Linked DNA regions of Mus musculus: all the other regions are linked to region 2. The links are chromatin contacts, called in public promoter capture Hi-C maps. All regions are on one chromosome and are shown on one strand. The core of a region is the stretch at or near the end of the contact, and the rest is flanking DNA. Distances in the headings are between cores, read along the strand shown.

Region 1 (3,344 bases), core at 255-2,754, 1.1 Mb before region 2:
ACAGTGGTTAAAACTTCTAACTACCCAAGCAGTGGTGGCGCACGCCTTTAGTCCCAGCACTTGGGAGGCAGAGACAGGCGGAGTTCTGAGTTTGAGGCCAGCCTGGTCTACAGAGTGAGTTCCAGGACAGCCAGGGCTACACAGAGAAACCCTGTCTCAAAAAACAAAAAATTAAAAATTAAAAAAAAATCCTTCTAACTATAAACCAGGAAGCCACATCAAGACACAGAAGCCAAGGGGTGGGAAATATGGCTCGGCAGTAGAGAACTTACCTAAGTTATCCCTAGTCGCTCTTCCTGCCCCCTCCCAAGTCAGAATCTAAACCTCAGGTCAGCCATTCAATGGTCTGGAGGAGGTCCAAGCACCTGTTTTATCAAAGCTGTTTGTAAATCTGACTCGGGGTTGGAGGGCAACTCCCTAATGCAGAAGAATCAAACTCTTCCAGATTAGAGGAATCAAGAGCCTGAGAACCTAGCAATATCAGAACCAGGAACATGTCCGAGACATGCTGAGGATGGGACACGTCATAAAGCATTTACCTAGCATAGCCAAAGCCCTGAGTTCTGTCCTTAAAAGCAACAGCAAAAACTCAAAATCATCGATTTCAAGTTGTCTCTTCCTCCAGAAACCAATGACCTCAAGGGCAGAAGGAACAACACAGCTCTGCAAAGATGACAAGGCTAGCCCAAACACTTGTAAGGCTAAGGAGCTACATGAGAACCTGCCCCAAAATAATAAAATAAAATAGAAAAGGTGACAGGCTAGACCTAGAACTGAAAGATTACTGGTATTAATGATCCCAATCGGGAGTCTAGAAATTCAGAACCTCTTAACGAATCCTGGATCAACACTCCATGGGTCAAAGGCTTTGTTATGCTAGTTGCTGCTTGTGCCTCAAGTTGTTTCCAAAGCTTGGGAATTCTTGGGCTAGGGCCTTTGTGCTAACAAAGCGCAAACCCGGAAATCTTTGGATTTTAAGTTTAGAAATCCCAGGTCCAGAGCACTTCCTGAGGAAACCAAGTGGCCTTGTGGTCGACAAGGATTAGGCAGCACCCCAAAATTCCTGTCTCCCAAGGATGTGCATACCTTCCACCACTGGGTAGGGTGCGCGTACGCGGCGCTGAGCGCGTAGCCTCCAGGTGACACGATCACGCACGAGGTCGTGCAACGCTTGGCACACGCACGGCAGGACTTGAAGCACGACTCGCGCATCCAGGTAGGCACAGATCTCCAGCAGCAGCTCCGGGGGAAGGCTCAAGAGGCCCGGTAGGCGCACGGCCGGGACTTTGGAGGCGGCCTTTCGCTCCGGCACGCCTAGGGACGCGGAGAACATGGACTGCAGTGACGAGCGCCGCGGGGTCAGGCCAAGCTTGGGAGGGGTAAGCACACGGGCTACGTAGGCCTCAGCTTGAGTGTCAGGGTCGGGATCTGGCTCGGGGTCAGATTCCTCCTCACAAGAGCGAGGATCCCCACTCCGCCCTGAGGAAAGATCCATGGCGCCCGGGTGGGCGCGGCTGTACAGGTTTAGCCAGAGCCGCGTCTTGTTTCCTAGGCAGCGCGAGATCACTTCCGGCGCCCATTAGATGACGTCAGAGACTAACACCTGCCAGATATTGCTTGGAAATCAGACGTCTAGTCCTGTGCGGGTGTGAATGGTTTTTTTTTTTTTTTTTTTTTTTTGGTTTTTCGAGACAGGGTTTCTCTGTATAGCCCTGGCTGTCCTGGAATTCACTTTGTAGGCCAGGCTGGCCTCGAACTCAGAAATCCACCTGCCTCTGCCTCCCGAGTGCTGGGATTAAAGGCGTGCACCACCACGCCCGGCGTTTATCTTTTATTTCTACTCCTTTTTTTTTTTTTTTTTTAAGGCAGGGTTTCTCTGTATAGCCCTGGCTGTCTTGGAACTCACTTTGTAGACCAGGCTGGCCTCGAACTCAGAAATCCACCTGCCTCTGCCTCCCGAGTACTGGGATTAAAGGCATGTGCCACCACCACCCAGCTAAATAATTCTTAAAAAAAAAAAATGGTCACTGGGTCCTCAACCCGGGCAGTGGGCACGCCTTTAATCCGGCTTCTACTCTTATATTTGGAATCCCCTGAAGCTAGGTTTACAGGTCGGCAATCACCTCTTGTGGATGCTAGAAACCCAATTTTCATCTTCTCCAAGACCAACTGCTTTGTTTTAGACAAGTAATCCAGGATGGCCTCTAATTCGGTGGGTGACCTGCCTCTGCTCTCTCTGTTGAAATGAAAGGCACCTATCTCGCTCACTTAAAGTGCTCTTAAGCCATGGGCCATCGACCGTTTCAGCCCTGGAGTTTATGCTTTGTACGCATTTGGAGGCCTGAGGTTGAGATGGTTGGAGGCCTTCTTCAATCTCCATCTTAGTTTATTGTCCTAAATTTTGTGTGTGCTCCCGTGCACCACAGGTCACATGTATCAGAGCAACTCTGTGGAGTCACTTCTCCATCACCTTTACATAGGTTCTGGAATCAAATTAAGGTAAACAGGCAGCAAACATCTTTATGTGCTGAGCCAACTCTCACAGCAGGCATCTTATATCTTGAAACAGCTATTGACTAATGACTTTTAGCTAGACTGGCTGGCCAGCCAGTGAGCCTCAGGAAGCCTTCTGTCTCTGTTCACCAGGAGTTGCTCTCCTGTGCCCAACACTGATGTGGGCAATCCTAATTTAGGTCTTCAACTTTGCATGGCTTCAACAGTTAAGCTCCACGCCTAAGTTTATTTTGGGGTCAAATGACCATTGTCTAGGAACTCTGATTCAATTTCAAATAGGTCAGGCAAAACTGTGGGCAATAAATGGTTAAGGACTAAAGGTAGTAGGCCAGGATAATTTCACATAGACGAGTCACAGCTCCCCACAATCAGTCCTGTCCAGGTATAATCTTTCTTTTTAATTGATTTTAAGGGTATCACTATGTAGCCTTATCTTGATCTCTATATAAACCTGGTCACTATATAGGCAGGGCTAGCCCTTGAACCCTAAATGCTTCCAAATGCTGAGATTAAAGATATGAACAGACACACCCGGCATAAAAGGCTTTTCTTCTGACAATTTTACCCTGGTTTTGATTTCATCCTGCTTCCATCTTCTATTAGCTAATATAATCATATGGTCTCATTTGGCACTTTTTTGGTTTTCCAAAACAGGGATTCTCAGTGTAGCCCTGGCTATCCTGAAACTCACACTCTGCAGAGGGAGGTTTTTTTTTTTTTAAGATTTATTTATTTTATGTATGTGAGTACACTATAGCTGTCTTCAGACACACCAGAATAGGGTGTCAGATCTCATTACAGATGGTTGTGACAGCCATGTGGTTACTGGG
Region 2 (3,186 bases), core at 43-2,542:
CCAAATCATTAGCTGTCACCTATTGCTGGATGGCGTTACCCCAATGCGCGCAATTCTTCTGACCATCCCCATTCAGTGGAATGAGCCTTTGCTATTCATTTCATCCGCAGTTTCAAACCAGCCCCAGGGGCTGGGTGAACGACAGAACCGCAGTTGTGAAACGACCATTTATTGAGGGGCCTTCTAAGGAACCCAGACCTCAGGGTAGGCCAGGAGGGTGCTCTGCCGCTTTACCTCACCCGCAACCCAAGAAAAAGGACAGACGTAATGGCTCTGAGCAAGACCAGCTCCAACTTGGATAAGGAAGCGCAGAAGCAGCTCTCTAGGTTCATAAACAGTCTGCCACCCCAGCCAGGGCCAGACGAATGCACGGAGGAGGTGGAGTGACAGGATGAGAGGGGCAGAGGGACCCAGAAAGATCTTGTCCCCCATGCCAAGTGACACAGAAGGGAAAAACAATGCAGGAGGTGGCCCCGGGAAATGCTCATGGGGGTGGGGGTGGCTTGGAGGTGGGAGCTGTGATGAGGTGAATCGGGCAGGGGTAGGAGAAAGATGGCGGGGGCTGGAGGGGGAGGGGTGTGGTCACCAAGTGGCCAAGGTCCCTGCAGCGTGGACCCCACAGCACTCCCGAAACTGGCAGGAGCCTGGATCAGGGTCAGGCATTGGGGCGCTGTGTGGGAAAGGTAAGTGACGAAGTGGGAGGGGGTATAGAATCTGGAGAAAGGGACTAGGAGAAGAGGGGTTGGTGTGGTGACAGGGCCTCATCTGGGGCCCCGGCGGTCATACATGCAATGGTTGGCAGTGACAGCTGGGTGGGGGGGCACGGCCTTTGCAGTGGGGGATGGTAGGCCATGGGCACCAGGCCCTACTGGGGGCAAAGTATCTCTGCGGTGATCCGACCCCAACGTGAACAGGCAGCAGGCAGGGGTGCAGGCAGACAAGATTGGGGGGGCATATGGGGGAGGGGCCATGCAGTGATGGGCATTGCGCGGGCAGGCCGCACGCAGTGAAGATCAGGGTGACGGCCGGGCACTCACCGCTCTCCTGCTCGCTGCCCTTCTTGGCGGCGGCGGCGTTGCCCATCGCGGCGGCGTCGCGGCCGGGGCCAGTCCCGGAGCTGCGACGCGGCGGGTGCTAAGGTGGCCGGCGGCCCCGGAGCGCGCTGGGCAGCGGAGGCGGCGGCCCCTGGGGCTGGCTGCGCTGGCTGCGGCGCCACGACCCCCGCCCAGCCCCTGCTTCCCGCGTCTCTCTGCGCCCGCCCGCGGGGGAGCCTCAGCCCAAGTCCTCTGTCCGTGACGCCCCCGCAGCCCACCGCCCATTGGTTCAGGCCTCCCTGACTGACAGCCCTACGCCGCTGTCCATTGGCCCTCCGGAACCCTCCCGCGCCACCATAGGCTCCTGGATGAGTGACGCGAGTTGCAGACTCTCCGCCACTCACGGGCTCGTGAGGCCGCAGTCGGGCGGGCGAACGCACGTGATTGGCCGAGAAGCCCGAGAGGGCTTGGGGCTGCCCCTGCGAAGCCGTCGATTGGCGGAGACAGGCGGCCCCGGCTAGTGTCAGTCCCGGGGTGAGAGGGCGGGGCAGCGGCTCAGGCTGCGGCCCGGGCAGCGGGCGGGGCGGAGGCTGCGGCGGCTGGAGGGTGGCTGGGTGGCAGGCGCTGCGAGGTGCGGGAGGCGGCCCGGCGGACGCCCGTGCGGCAATGTGCGCGCTGCAGTCTCCCGCCCCTGCCCAGTGCGGCAGCGGCCACGGGCCAGAGGTTGACGCCACGGCGGGCCGGCGCAGCGGCTGTCCACCTGCCAGGGGGGGAGGGGCGGGCTGGCGCCGAGGGTCAAGGGTCGCCGGGCGCCGTTCGGTGTCATTCATAAGGAGGCCCGACACTGGGCAGCCGTGACCCAACTAGCTCGGGGTCCGCTTTGGTTTGCTCGCGACACAACTGGAGCTGCAAGGGGATGTTGGACCCAGAACTGAGGGCGTGCTGGGAGGAGACTCAGAGTATCTACACTCTTTGCTAAGGCTCAACCCTAGGCCCCTGAAAAGTAGTAACTACGGACGCCAGCCAAGTGCATTACTTCTTGTACCTTGCACGTTGGGCCTGCCATACTCCCATTTTATGGAGGCTCGGTCAGGCTAGTTCCTTGCTCTTAACTAATCTCCATTGCCTAGACATGACCAACATAACCTGCCCCTTTTGGGCAGGAAGAGAGCCGTTCTCCTTCCTTCTGGATGCTCATCTTTAAATTTTGTTTTTATGCAATGCTGGGGATTGAACACGATGCATACTCCCTGCGAAGTAAGCATTGTACCACTGAACTAGAACCTCACTCGGTGTTCTTTCAAGTCTGCACTGTCAGAACGTGGTCAGTTTCCCACCTTGCCACTGACACCAGGGGCCTGAGCACTCTGCTGGAGGGTCTCCTGCACACTAGGTTGATATCAGAACCCCACCCTCACACTCTGGATGCTGGTACTCTTCCATCTGTCTGCTGCCTGGGACAACACAAACATCTCCAGATACTGCTAAATGTACTCTTGGAAACAAATTATCCCTACCCTCACCAGAGCTCTGTAATAGAGGGTGGCCAGGGTGGACGGTGCTGGGTGGACGGTGCTGAGTGGACGATGAGCTACCTCTCCTGGACTCCAAAGGGTAGTTGACTCTGAGGTACATATACCTATAGACTCACTGCTCAACAATGCACAACCAGCTTCTAAGCCAATAACTATATGTACTCCTGCTACTAGGTCAGCTGCAGTCCCCGAGGGGGAAAGTACCCTGCCAGAAAGTACGGTTCCTCTGGATTATGCGAGTTGGCTGAACAGACAAATACTCCATCTCTGATTTGGGGAGTTTTGCCACAGCTAAGTGAAATTATCTAAATTGTGGCTCTGTGTGTCCTTGGGTCACAATGTTGCTCTATGCCTGTGGGTCAAGGTCAGAGTGAGAAAAAAATCACTGGCCGCCATCTATTGAACAGCTGGCATACTTAAGCTTGGACAAAACAGAACCAAAATTAAAAAAAAAAAATGGGCAAAGAAAAATAGGCTTTGACCCCCAGGTTGTGGTGCAAACTGTACAACTAGTTGAGACTGGAATTAGGGGAGCAAGCAAAGGGAGAAGGTCCAGCCACTGTAAGGACAAGAAGTTACTCATGATATGAAAGTGACAAAGCTGTTCAGCCACAGAA
Region 3 (3,182 bases), core at 480-2,979, 1.1 Mb before region 2:
CCTAAACCTTTAATTCATGTTCTCTCTCAGCAGAAAAAGTCTGGGAATCAAGAAGTAGTCCCTCCCTCTCTGGCCTTCACGAGGTGCAGACATCGGCACTGTTCCGTGAGCCCCGGAAGGAAAGAAGGATACATCCTGCACAATGCGCTGAGTAGCTGTGTTGGGCGACTGCGAGTCTTTGAGAAGCTGCAAGACCTGCTGCAGGCCCTGCTCGTCTGGCTGCCAGTCCATGGCGCAAGGCGAACTGCAGGGGTAGGAGCCTGGATCAGCGCTGGGTCGCTGGAGTTCTGTGTGAGACCCAAGTTGAGTCCCCGAGGCAGAGGCGGCTGCATGCAGACGCAAGCGCTCTCCGCCGAGAAGCGGAGGCCTCCAATCCGCGCCTGTCCAAGTGCGGGGTCCCCGCCAGCTAAGCCATCCTCGGCCACGCAGTCGCGGGCTCGGGAGTGCGAGTGGGGGGAATATAAAAGCGGGCCATCAGGACCAGCGGCGGGGGCGCGACGGATCCACATCGAGCCTAACGAGGAACCCTCTTTCCAAAGCGATCCACGCCACCGCCGCCCCCGGTTACGGGCCTCACGGCTTCCGCCTCCCTCCAGGGCGAGGGGCCCCGCCCCAGCGGTCTTTCAGGTGAAGGCTCAGTCCACGAGGATTCCCTTCCCCAAAATCCAGCCTTCCAGCTCCACTAGATGCCAGCCGCCTCCTAGATTTCTGAGCTCCTCTAGGTCCCTAAGCGCCCAGATCTTGCTCATCCCTGCTCCCTCTTCTAAACCGGCTCTACAAGCTCAGTAGACGCCACATGGCCCCCTTTCTGACCTAGACGCGGCCCTGTGACCCTCCTTAACCAGAATACAAGCAATACCCGATAGGTTTCCAATGTCTCTTTGAATGAGAGCCAGTCAGAATCACCCAACCCACGACCAAAGCCCCCAATGCCCGCTGCCTGCCCCCAATCAGATCTGGCCAAGCTTCTCTAGCTCTTACCCTCCGCCCCAGTCAGCAGGAATTAATGCTGACGGACCTCTGGCAGCTCCCCCAATCAAATTCCCCTAAGCCCCCTCCCACCCCCTCACCCCCGATCACTTCACGTCGGAGACCCCATCCGTCCAATCCCTGCAGCTTCCCTTACAGAGTCCCGCACAAACACCCGCCCGGTGCGCTACCCTCAACGGATCCCACCACCGCCTCGCAGCCAGACTCAGCAAAGCCCTCTGGTCTCAAGTCTGACGCCCCTCCCTATTAGGACTAAACAACCTTCCCCTCTCAACTTTCAAGGCTGTCTCCCCCGAATCAGACCCAACCAAGCCCCGCCGAAACAGATCCCCACACACACCCGATCCACGCGACGTCCCCCGACGATTCCCCCAATCAGCGCCCCTCCAGCCCGACCCCAGCCGCCCCACTGGCCCGCATCTCGTGGCACCCGAACCTGCCCGGGCGCCGAGGCCCCACCCCTTGAGATCAGATCAGCTCCCCCTCCCCCGCCCGGCCCGTTCTGCCGGCCTCGAGAGCTGGCCCAACCCGGTACCCCGCCTCTCAGCCGGGCGCGACCCCGACGCCTGGGCGGCGCGCGGCGCAGGCCCAGAACCCAGGGAGGTTCGAGGCGAGCTGAAGCCAAGGGGCCCCGGCCGAGCGAGGCCCACCTACCAGGCCCCGGGAGGCAGCGGCGGCGCCTAAGTGCTGCAGCTTCTCCAGAGGCTCGCGCGGAAGGAGGGAGCCAGAGGCAGGGAATTAAAAAAAAAAAAAAAAAAAAAAAATTAAACGCGGCCGAAATGAACAATTTCGGCTTCCGTACGCCGTTCAAACTGGCCTACCAAAGCCAATCGGAGAGCGAAGCACTCACACGTGATCTGGCACAGAGTGGCCCTGGCCAAGTTGAGTCACGTGAGAGAATAAGTACCGCCTCTAGGCCTCTCTTGCCATTAGGTCCTCCCAGCGTCTCGTTTCCTTTTCCTTACTGCAGCTTTCTTCTTTCTTCTTTAACGTATATTGGTATTTTTGTCTGAACCATGTGCGCGCAGTGCCGTGGGGATCAGAAGATTGCATTGGATGCCTGTGAAGCTGGTGGTGGTGAGCCATGTGGATGCTGAAATCAAACCTGGGTCCTCTACGAGAGCCCACAGTACTCTTAACTGGCCCCAGCCCCACTGAGTTGCAGATTTTGCTGGAGCTAGAAATTTAGTAGTGCATGGGTGTTTTCGGTGTGTAATGGACCTAGGAATCCTTCAACTACAGCTAACCGTGTCCTTACTACAACTCCCTAAAATTTAAACTGTTCCGCAGTCCGGCGTGCCTCAGAACTGGATTGGGAGGGAGGGAGGGCAGGGATAGGGAATAAGGCAACAGTAGACCCCTCTGGTGCCAGGAAAGCTACATCACAAAACCCTTTGATCAAAAATAAGTTAAAATGAAGCCGGGCAGTGGCGGCGCACCCCTTTAACCCCAGCACTCCCTGATCTATGGAACTGGTTCCAGGACAGCCAAGGCTACACAGAGAAACTGGGGGAGGGGGTTAAAATGTAACTTTCTCTTTCGCTCCCCTAAACAGCACTACACCGACGTAAAGAGCAGGGCAGGCAGCTGGCGGTGCTGGATTTTACTAGAGCAACTGTCCTGTTATTGTTCAATGCTGTTTAAACACTTTTTACATGGGACTGAAAAATAACACGTGGCCATTTTTTGTTCTGTTTTTCGTGACAGGGTTTCTCTGTGTAGCTCTGGCTGTCCTGGAACTCAATCTGTAGTCCAGGCTGTCCTCGAACTGAGAATCCGCCAGCCTCTGCCTCCCAAGTGCTGGGATTCAAGGCATGCGCCACCGGATTTATGTTTGTTTTGCCTGCATTTATGTCTGCATCACGTTTCTGACGAGACAGTCAGGTGTTGAATCTCCTGGAACTAGAGCTACAAGACAGTTGTGAGCTGCCATATACGATTGCTGGCACTCAAAACCAGGGTCCTGTAGCAAAGCAACAAGTGCACTTAATCGCTGAGTCATCTTATTCAGCCCCTGGCAATAACTTCTAAAATAAAACAAGGCAGCTAAATTCGATCAGAAGACCTAATCCCTTAACCTACCTTAAAAGTGAGATGAGGATTGCCCAGAGCAATTTAGGCAAGAGCCAGGTCATGAATGCTTCTGCCGTTTGAATTCAGTAGTTTTTCCTTTTCAGCCGTACACCATTATA
Region 4 (3,275 bases), core at 183-2,682, 1.0 Mb before region 2:
AGCCATTCTTCCAGCCCAGTTTTGTTTCTTGAAGCAGTGTGTCATGTGGCTCAGAATGAGTTCTAACTTACTGTGTAGCCACCCAAGATAACCTTGATGTCCTGATCCTCTGGCTTGCTAAGTACTGGGACTCCATGTGTGCCACATGGTCTGGCTACCCCTGCCCATCCCCCCTCCCACCCCCCACCCAGCATACCCTGCTACTTGGGATTGAACTCAGGACCTTGTGTAGGGTGAGCAAATTCTCTTTTGCCAACTATATCCCTGGCCTTTTAAAGGTTTTGAGACGGGATGATGGATGGTTTACCACCCTCCTGTATTAACACACCACCATAGCTGGGATTACAAGCATTTGCCAGCACACCTCTTGGAAGTTAACATGTGTTGTGTGTGTGCTTTTGCCCACATCATAAGAATGGTGGCAAGTTTTTTTGTCCTATTGTGGGTGCTCAATATAAACAAAAATAGCTTGCTGATCACCAGACATCTGGCTCTCTTCCTGACAAGACTGCCTGTCCATCGCACAGGACATGTATCTAGCTTTCCCTTTGCCTTCACCTCCTTAAGTCCTCTAGTTATTCCCTAGTCATGAGTCCACCTGTCACCTTCAACCTCCAGCTGGGGCTTGAGTCCTCTGAGATGCCCTGGAGCCATTCGTTGTTGAACCAGGAAGGGTCTCTAGGGGCAGAAAGATGGGATGAGCAGGCTGGGGAGCCCTTCAGGATCCTCCCACTCAGCCGCCACACTCACATCTGATTCAGCACATGGGCTATGGCGAGTCCGCTGCTCAGGTCCTGGGGACTGGCACAGGGGGGTGAAACTTGGAACGTCTGCAACTAAAGGGGGAAGACGGAAGGGCAACAGGAAAATTGAGGACCTGGAATTGCAGACTTTTTCCCCAGCCATCAGACATTTCACGGGGTTAGAAAGGCATTAGCCTGTAGCACCAACATATCACATCTTCGGGGGCGTGACTTCTACACGCCTAGGCAAGGACGGGGCGTGGCTTCATTTTACCTATCCTGGCAAACCCTGCAAACCTAGGTCAGGGCGTTACCACCAGTCACCTGGTCCCCACTGCTAACATGTGACCAGGCCTGTGCCCTCCAGAGGGGCGTGGCCTCACCTGGTCTTTTCGCTCAGGCCTGCCCACGTGACAGACGCAGGTGGTCAGGTCAGAGTCCAACGGCCCAGCAAGCCTACGATCTATTCCTCCTTCCAGGTCCAAAACCGAGGAAAGAAGACCAAGACAGGACGAGAGGAGAGGGCGCACACCTGACCCAGCCCCGCCCCCCGACCTACCCAGGTGAGCAGAGACCCGCATAGCTCGGCCTTGTCCACACTCATGGCTCCGGATCGAATTCGATCCGGGCCAAGGAGCCCCGGCACGCAGCAGCAGCCTCCGGGTCCGCCACCAGCGAGCGCCCGAAGCCCAGACCTCCCGCTCGGCCTAGAGCGCCGCCCCGCTCCACCCCGCCCCCTAGCCATAGGCTCCGCCCCAGACACGTGATCTCCCATTGCAAACACTTGCCTCGCCATCTTAGATGCGGGACATAGGCAAGTGCACATTCTGCCGCTAGGTGTCAGTCTGGCTCAGTCCTGCTGCTGGTGACCTCCACTCCTCGCGGCTTCTCTTTATGTAGTGGAGTGGTCCTCAAGATCCTTTTAAGGCGGATCTACCGCACCCAGTTTCACAGGCACTTTAATGGTTCCCCCCCAAAGCTGAAAGAAATCCTCCGGTTTAGCCGCGTTATGATCTGAGCCTTTCTTAATGTGGGCGCAGAGAATAATTATAAATCCTGTAGTCGTGGAGTGAGAGGATCTTAAAAGCGTCTTCCCCAGAGAAGTGATTCTGGCTGGAGTCCTTCTGAAAACTCGGGTATGGTTGGGAGCAGGAAGGGTCAAGTATGTCCTGAGTAAAGGACATAGCACTTGCCCAGCCCGGGGTCTCTTTCCTGCGAGCTACTCTGCTCCTTCCCGGCCCCGGGTGCTTTGAGCACCTTCCTGCCCTAAAAAACACTCGACCTGGCCAAAGCTGCGGGTGATCTGAAGCCCACCAGGGGGCGCGCAGAACGTAGGAACGCATCCTTCTGGGAAAAGGGTGCGTCCACCGGTTGAGCCGGTTTAGGGGAGCGCAGAGAGCTTAGAATTTTTTGACAATAAAGTCTCAAGACATCATTTGTGGAGTGCTTACTGTTTTCAGACTTTACAATAAGCTATATATCTACAGACAATTGAATGTTTTCCACGACCCTAGGAGACAAGGGCTACTTTAATTCCCAGGTTTTGTTTCTTAATTTTAGAAACTGTATTATTTAATTTTTTTATTTAATTTTTTTTTAATCCGCCGCTTTGCAAATGAGTAAACAGCGGCTACAAAGTACACGGGCTTTGACGCCAGGGGTAAAGCCCAGACCACGCCCTTTGACCCCTGGGTCCACTAGTAGCCCCTCCCCTCTCTGGCGGGTGGGGTAATGTGCTGTAATTAGAGGCTATTAAATGTGCCCAGAGGGAGGAGTGGAGCCGGCTCTGCTTTGGGGCGGGTTCAGTTCGGAGGGGGATAATGTTCTGCTTCCATCCAGGCAATGAGCCGGGATCCAGTCCAGCGACCCTGTCCTGGTTGGGTGAGCCCAGCGACATCAGCCACCCGCCCTCTATCTTACTAGAGTTGTTAATCTACTACAGACACTCGGTTGCAACCCACTCAAACTCTCAGCTGCACACACCAGAGAGCCTTGGAGGCTGATTCACACTTCCACAGACCCTCACGCCTTGTTTTCCTGATTCCAGTCCCTGAGACCCTGTGGAAAGGTATAGAAGGGAGTGTGCTTCCAGACTGGACTGGGCATGGGGCCTGCCAACTGGCTCCCCCATCCCACATCCACCAGAGTTGATGCCCCACAGTGGAAACAAAGCTGTGCTGTCCTACACACAAACACACTGTTACCAGGAACCATGATTGTTAAAAGAATGTGTGACATTCTGGGACACAAAAATTTAGGGTGAAGGTTGCATTGCAGGGATTTTGAAGTTTAGGAGAAATCTGAGAATCCAGGTCTGGGAAGTGACTTAAGGTGTCCCAGCGTTGGTGTGATATCACAGGTGTCCAGATGTTCAAGAAGTCAAGATTTAAATGAAACTGGGAGGCAGAGGCAGGCAGATCTCTGAGTTTGAGGCCAGCCTGATCTACAGAGAGAATTCCAGGACATCCAGGGCTACACACAGACCCTGTCTCAAAAAAAAACAAACAAACAAACAAAAAAACCAAAAACCCA

Evidence for each region. Promoter capture Hi-C pulls out the DNA fragments that hold promoters and counts their contacts.
Region 1: a contact with region 2 is called in a promoter capture Hi-C map of neutrophils, with 3 times the contacts expected there. The contact joins the promoter of Fbxw9 here to the promoter of Prkaca in region 2. A contact is called at or near these places in 3 of 39 promoter capture datasets (hematopoietic stem and progenitor cells, neutrophils and pre-B cells).
Region 3: a contact with region 2 is called in a promoter capture Hi-C map of liver, with 4 times the contacts expected there. The contact joins the promoter of Tnpo2 here to the promoter of Prkaca in region 2. A contact is called at or near these places in 7 of 39 promoter capture datasets (the C10 cell line, cranial neural crest, frontonasal cranial neural crest and 3 more), 1 of 484 Hi-C or Micro-C datasets (B cells) and 1 of 115 datasets of contacts at active chromatin or transcription factors (embryonic forebrain).
Region 4: a promoter capture Hi-C map of neutrophils shows a contact between it and region 2, with 2.9 times the contacts expected there. The contact joins the promoter of Hook2 here to the promoter of Prkaca in region 2. A contact is called at or near these places in 7 of 39 promoter capture datasets (the 3T3-L1 cell line, cranial neural crest, fetal liver and 4 more) and 1 of 115 datasets of contacts at active chromatin or transcription factors (bone marrow-derived macrophages).

Annotation. Positions count from the first base shown.
Region 1 is chr8:85,058,279-85,061,622 of GRCm38.p6, reverse strand. Fbxw9 (F-box and WD-40 domain protein 9) reads right to left here and starts at 1,504. Exons shown (of 10, transcript NM_026791.2): 1 at 1,087-1,504. The coding sequence starts at 1,495. A230103J11Rik (RIKEN cDNA A230103J11 gene) reads left to right here and starts at 1,163. Exons shown (of 4, transcript NR_110582.1): 1 at 1,163-1,216.
Region 2 is chr8:83,971,084-83,974,269 of GRCm38.p6, reverse strand. Prkaca (protein kinase, cAMP dependent, catalytic, alpha) reads right to left here and starts at 1,292. Exons shown (of 10, transcript NM_008854.5): 1 at 1,038-1,292. The coding sequence starts at 1,083.
Region 3 is chr8:85,035,440-85,038,621 of GRCm38.p6, reverse strand. Tnpo2 (transportin 2 (importin 3, karyopherin beta 2b)) reads right to left here and starts at 1,729. Exons shown (of 25, transcript NM_001364032.1): 1 at 1,645-1,729; 2 at 133-287. The coding sequence starts at 231.
Region 4 is chr8:84,988,780-84,992,054 of GRCm38.p6, reverse strand. It overlaps Hook2 (hook microtubule tethering protein 2), which reads right to left and starts at 1,432. Exons shown (of 21, transcript NM_001372357.1): 1 at 1,303-1,432; 2 at 751-836; 3 at 606-678. The coding sequence starts at 1,347.